Regions from separate parts of the Sus scrofa genome. Here region 1 is linked to region 2. The links are chromatin contacts, called in public promoter capture Hi-C maps. All regions are on one chromosome and are shown on one strand. Each heading gives the region's core, a stretch centred on a gene start, on an enhancer-like site or on the middle of the called end of the contact. The rest is flanking DNA. Distances are from core to core; before and after follow the strand shown. Region 1 holds the start of TSNAX (translin associated factor X). Region 2 holds the start of C14H1orf131.

Region 1 (2,945 bases), core at 422-2,921, 180 kb before region 2:
CCTAATTTGTCAATAGCTGTGGATCCTCCAGCCCAAGCATAGCCTGCACATGACTGCAAGTCAGAACCAACAGCTAACTAAGCCCCTCATGGATTCCAAAACCACAAAAACTATAAGGATAGGATGCTGGACAGAAGAGAGGAGGGAGGACTTTGTTTTATGTTTCTCTTTGAAATGAGTAACAACTTGACCAAGTTAACATGCTGAGACAAGGGCAACTGTGAATACATACACGTTTGATTTACTAATAGAAATGCATTCATACTCTGTGAAAAGATAAAATACAGTCCCTGGGAGTTCCTGTCGTGGCTCAATGGTTAACGAATCCGACTAGGAAACATGAGGCTACGGATTCGATCCCTGGCCTTGCTCAGGGGGTTAACGATCCGACGTTGCCGTGAGCTGTGATGTAGGTTGCAGACGCGGCTTGGATCCCGCGTTGCTGTGGCTGTGGCTGTGGCGGAGGCCGGCAGCTACAGCTCTGATTAGACCCCTAGCCTGGGAACCTCCATGTGCCATGGGAGCGGCCCCAGAAAAGGCAAAAAGACAAAAAAAACCAAAAAAACAAAAAAAAAAACCAGTCCCTGTCTTCAAAAGTCTAGCTAAGGAAACAAAACCAACACGTTAAAATTAATTAAATATATGTACACATACAGCTGATGTATATGCACACATCGCTGATATACACATATACAGTTGGTACATATACACACACCCAACATAAATATATACATAATAGATATATGTATACACACACCCTTGACACATATATTTACATATCACTCAGTAATTTTTCGTTATGTAGCACGTCTGATGTTAGTAAACTAATGTTTACTTGTGAAACTGCAATGCGGAAAAAAAAAGTCAACACTTTTGTAATCTCAACTTTCATGGCAGACCTAGCACCATCGCCAACACCTCCAGGAAAATTCCTGGCGGCTGTTTTCACGTGTAGGACATGGCTAAGTAACCCTCGTGACAAGCTCTTTAGTTCTCTTCCCTTCGCCAGCTTGCATGACAGAGAACTTACATTTGAAGGCCAACATCACAGGTGAAGATGAATTAAGATCCTTCCCTTCTCTTCTTTGGTTATGTGGGAAATTGTCATGCTTCCTTTTCCTGAACCCTCCTGAACCTTACATAGAGAAGGAAAAAAAGGTTGGACGGGGCTCTTCCATTACCAAGAGCTGACAAAAATTTACAGCGGGCAAACGCGTTCCTTTCTCTACAACCGGTATCCACAGAGAGGCTTTCTCAGCAGAAGGACCCTGCCTTGTCCTCCCAAACCTTAGGCTCACCATCCGGGCCTCCACTAACGGCTTCCTTACAGAGCAACTATCGAACTAAGATGAAAAACGGCTCGAGAATTTAAGAAAACACGAGGCATAAACAGGCCACTGTGGCCGCAAAAATCACTAGGGCAGCACCCCCGCCCCGAGCCTTCAGGGTGAGAGGGCATCCCGCAAGGGTGAGAAGTGGGAAATGTGACCAGAAGCCTGGACTAAACACAGAAATAACGCCCCAAATTGTCGAGGACGCCACCTTCTTTGCCGCTCATGTCGTCACGGCCTACGGCGAGAAGAGACGAGACTGGCAACCTGGAGGCGAGCGGAACGCGTAAAGTGGTGGCCGAAGAGCCCGCAGCGGCGCCCTGCGCAGCCGGCCAACGTCGACGCCCCGGCCGGAAGCGCGCGCCCGCAGCCACTCAAGCTTCTCCCTTGCCCTCGCATATTTCCGGTCTGCGTCCCCGCCCAGCCGCTGCTGACTCCGCCCCGCGCCTGGCCTGGGGACCTCGCACCCGCGCGCAGGCATCGAGCCTGCCCTCTGTCATGCCTGAAGACAGAAGAGACTCGGCACACTTCTCTGTATGAGCTGCTCACTTAAAAATATGGCGGACCGTGCTGGGAGTGAGGTCAACGTGAAGGTGGGAAAGCCAGGAAAATGTAGGTGATTTTTTTTTTTTTTTTCCCCTCAAGGCACCTTTGGGTCACCCTCTTGTTCCCTTGGCGTGGCCCTCGGAACCGCGCGGTGCATGGTGGGGTTGTAGTTCGTTGCCGCAGACGGCCTGGCTGGCGCCGGGAACAGAGAAGGCATCAATTCGCATCACCTGTGGCTATGTCCTCTCGGGAAGCAAACCAAACCTTAAAGAGTTGGGGAGTCTTTCAGTTTTCCATTCCTAGCAGTGACGCCGGCAGCTAAAGTGATGGAAATGTGCAAATCAACAAGTGGATGGCGTTGCTGGCATTTTCTCTAACGAAGGGAAACGGGCCCCTGTGTACTCCTCCCCTCGCCCCTCTCCCATTCTCCCATTCTCGTCGTCCTCCTGCCTCCTCCCGCCTTTCTCCTCTATGGGAACCGTGGAGCCAGACAGCTCGCGTTCACGGTGGTCTCCGCCACTGAGTGGTTGTGTGACCTCGGGGAAGCACTTCATCCCTAGCTTAGTTTCATCTGTAAAAGAGAGAAAGCAGGACCCACCTAGGAAGATCTTTGACCAGTAAATAAGTTACCATTGAGGCGCAGAAGACTCCGCTAAATATAAATTTTGATACCCTTCTCTCACCATCGCTCTCCAAAAAGAGAGAGGTCAGTGATGATAATAGCAGGTGTGCTCCACTAACTTGTGAGCATTTCATTGTAGGCAGGTACTGCCCTGTCTTTATAGACTTTGTGTCCAGCCCACCGCAACAGGTTCTTAGCACAGCACCCTTGTAAGCCTCGTTAACTGTCGGTGAACAGACGTTCCCATCTTCCAGATGGGCAAATGAGTGGCAATCCAGCATTCTTTAGATAAAATCTCAGGCTGAGGCTTGACTAGTTGTGTGGCCCAGGGCTTGCAGGGAAACCACAAGTACTTTTTTACTACATTTTCCCCAAATAACCCCCGTAATGTCCTGTGTTGTACATACAGTCTTTCCTCCTTAATTTAGGGGAAAAAAAAACAGTAA
Region 2 (2,700 bases), core at 39-2,538:
ACATCCTTATGGATACTAGCTGGATTCGTTACTGCTGAGCCACAACAGGAACTCTCTATATATTCTCTTTTGAAACTGGTTTGCTGGGAGTTCTCTGGTGATCTAACGGCTAGGACTTGGTGCTTTCACTGCTGTGTTGGGGTTCAATCCCTGTCTGTGAACTGAAATCTCATATCAAGCCATTGCTCCTTGTGGCCAACAAAAAGAAAAGAAAAAAAGAAACTAGGTTATCTTGTTCTTTTGTTTTCCTGTTACCCCTTCCTACATAAATTAACATTATATTTAAGCCAGTACAAGGTAATATGCCTTTAAAGTGCATTCTTTTATTTCCTCCTAAAGCAAATAAAAACTAATTTAGTGGTTTAACAAAAAAAAGTCAGTTGCCCAGGGTTGTAAATCCTGAGAGCTACAAAGCTTCCACTTAAGAATTTCTCTACAAAAATTGTGAATGACCAACATTCCGTTGGTTAAAAACAAAACAAAACAAAAAAACAAAACAAACAAAAAAAGGCCGGCTAAAGTCAGGAAAGGGGATTGGGGTGGGTGGTGAAAGGACAAATTGTAGATAGACTGGGTGGCATTAGTTGTCTTCCAAAACGACTTGTAGAAAAAGTGCAATGAGGATGGAAGACAAAAACACGATAGAAATTTCCAGAAGTTCCAAATCTTCTTAGGTTAAAAACATAAAGAATGTCGATGCCCACCCTCAAGCCAAATACTTTTCCTCCCGGGAATATCACAGCCACAAAAGAGCGGCTTGGACAGCCACTGGCTAGCTGAGGCGGAGTCAGACTGCAGGCTTCTCACGTTTGCCCAGAAGGTAGCCCGACGCGCCCGGGCTGCAGACGGAGAGACCCCAGATCCCTCCTCTCGTCCGTGGGTCAGGTGCTTCTGAAGGCCCAGCGCCGGGCGGAGTGAAAGGGAAGGAACGAGTGGAAAGGAACCAGAGGAACCATCACCGGGAGAAACTTCTAAAAGCACATTGACATCACACACGCGGCGATACACCGTTGCCTTGGAAACCAAATGAACCACCTAACCCCTCCAGGGGGTCTCTGGACCCACTCTTTTGGGCTAGGGGGTCGCAGCCCCGAGGCAGTCGGGAACGGGAGGAGGGAGGGGTCGTCTCTCGCGGCCCCGCCCGGGACCTTGTGCTACTCTGGGTACCTACCGAGTAGAGGAGCAAGACAGCGCCGGGACTGGTGGAGCCAACGGAGAAACAAGAGTTGGATGAACTGGAAGAATCCATACTGCAGCTGCAGTTCCGGGCGTGAACTGGAATTCTTAGCTAGACGGTGGTGCTACTGCCGCTGGGGGCGGTTCTTCCGCGCGGGGCGGCCCGACCTCGCCTCGGGCGGCAGCACCCTCTGCGGCCGCTCCAAGACACCCCGGGCGCCGCCATCTTAGCCAGGACGGAAGCCGCGCGGGGACTTGTGGCGCGCGCGCAGCTCGTCAGACCCCGGAAGCTGGGCGCCGCACGGCGCGAGTCCGGGGCTCCTTCCTCGTGGCCGGCCCCACGATGGCGCAGGATCCGGGCCTACCCACCCCCGCGTCTCCCGGCTCTCAGACCCTGCTGGATGCTCTGCTCCAGAACCTCTACGATTTTGGTGAGTGCGGGGCCTCGGAACCCACGTGGAGAGCGAACTTGAGAAGCCGAGGGTCTCCAGTGCGCACCGAATTGGGCCGGCGCCCTCTCTCAAGCTAAAGATCAGCTCCTCCAAACTGGTTCCGACAGTGGGTCCGTCTGAGATCACCCTTCTCCTTCCCCCACGACCCGGCTCTGTTGAGTTGTCTTTATGAATCAAACCTCCCAACTCGTCCCTGAGTGTGGGGACCAATCCGCTTGCTTGTGGGAAGCGCCAGACCTTTCGGACCTAACGGGGAGATGTCCACAGAACCTTGGGCTCTCGAAATAGCATCTTTTTCACTTATTCCGGACTTCTGGGAAGCCCCCTTTCCCCCACGCCACCCCACAGACCCGCCTAACCCTGGGGCATGATGCCACCTTGTCCTGAGGGCCTCATCCTTTGGTGTTCCCTGCCATCGTTTGCACATGAAGCTTTTCACGACCTTTCACCCATAAGTTGGCGGACTTATGCTCTCCTTTATCTTGATTGGGGAAGAGAAAAATAAAAAGGCTTACCACTGAATATATATGCGCTTGGCACTTCAGTTAGAAGTTCCGCACACTCTGAAGAACTTGCCCCAGGGAAGGTGACATCACTTGTTCCTGCACCACAGGTAATCTTAAGGGAAAAGTGCCTTTAAAAGCCAAACATGTTTCTTCAATTTGTAGTGTGATCTTACTAGTTTATTTTGGGGCTCAAAATTCTAAGCTCATTAATCAGTGGGAATAATAGCTTCAAAAGTATTGCGCATTTACCATATACTCCATGTTTTTCATGTATTTACTCATTTAATTTCCACAGCAATCCTAGGAAACAGATATTGCCATTAAGACCATTACTACAAAACAGGCGTTCCTGTCTTGGTGCAGTGGAAATGAATTGGACTAGGAACCATGAGGTTGTGGGTTTGATCCCTGGCCTCACTCAGTGGGTTAAGGATCCGGCGTTGCCGTGAGCTGTGGTGTAGGTCACAGACGTGGCTCTGATCTGGCGTTGCTGTGTCTGTGGCGTAGGCCAGCAGCTGTAGCTCCAATTCAGCCCCTAGCCTGGGAACCTCCATATGCTGTGGGTG

What was found. Promoter capture Hi-C pulls out the DNA fragments that hold promoters and counts their contacts.
Region 1: a promoter capture Hi-C map of liver shows a contact between it and region 2, with 4 times the contacts expected there. The contact joins the promoter of TSNAX here to the promoter of C14H1orf131 in region 2. A contact is called at or near these places in 1 of 5 promoter capture datasets (liver), 2 of 47 Hi-C or Micro-C datasets (heart right ventricle and liver) and 1 of 2 datasets of contacts at active chromatin or transcription factors (alveolar macrophages).

What each region holds. Positions count from the first base shown.
Region 1 is chr14:59,056,629-59,059,573 of Sscrofa11.1, forward strand. It overlaps TSNAX (translin associated factor X), which reads right to left and starts at 1,672. Exons shown (of 6, transcript NM_001243607.2): 1 at 1,543-1,672; 2 at 1,031-1,135. The coding sequence starts at 1,558.
Region 2 is chr14:59,239,055-59,241,754 of Sscrofa11.1, forward strand. It overlaps C14H1orf131, which reads left to right and starts at 1,289. Exons shown (of 7, transcript XM_001925586.5): 1 at 1,289-1,607. The coding sequence starts at 1,289. It overlaps GNPAT (glyceronephosphate O-acyltransferase), which reads right to left and starts at 1,249. Exons shown (of 16, transcript NM_001185140.1): 1 at 1,172-1,249. The coding sequence starts at 1,249.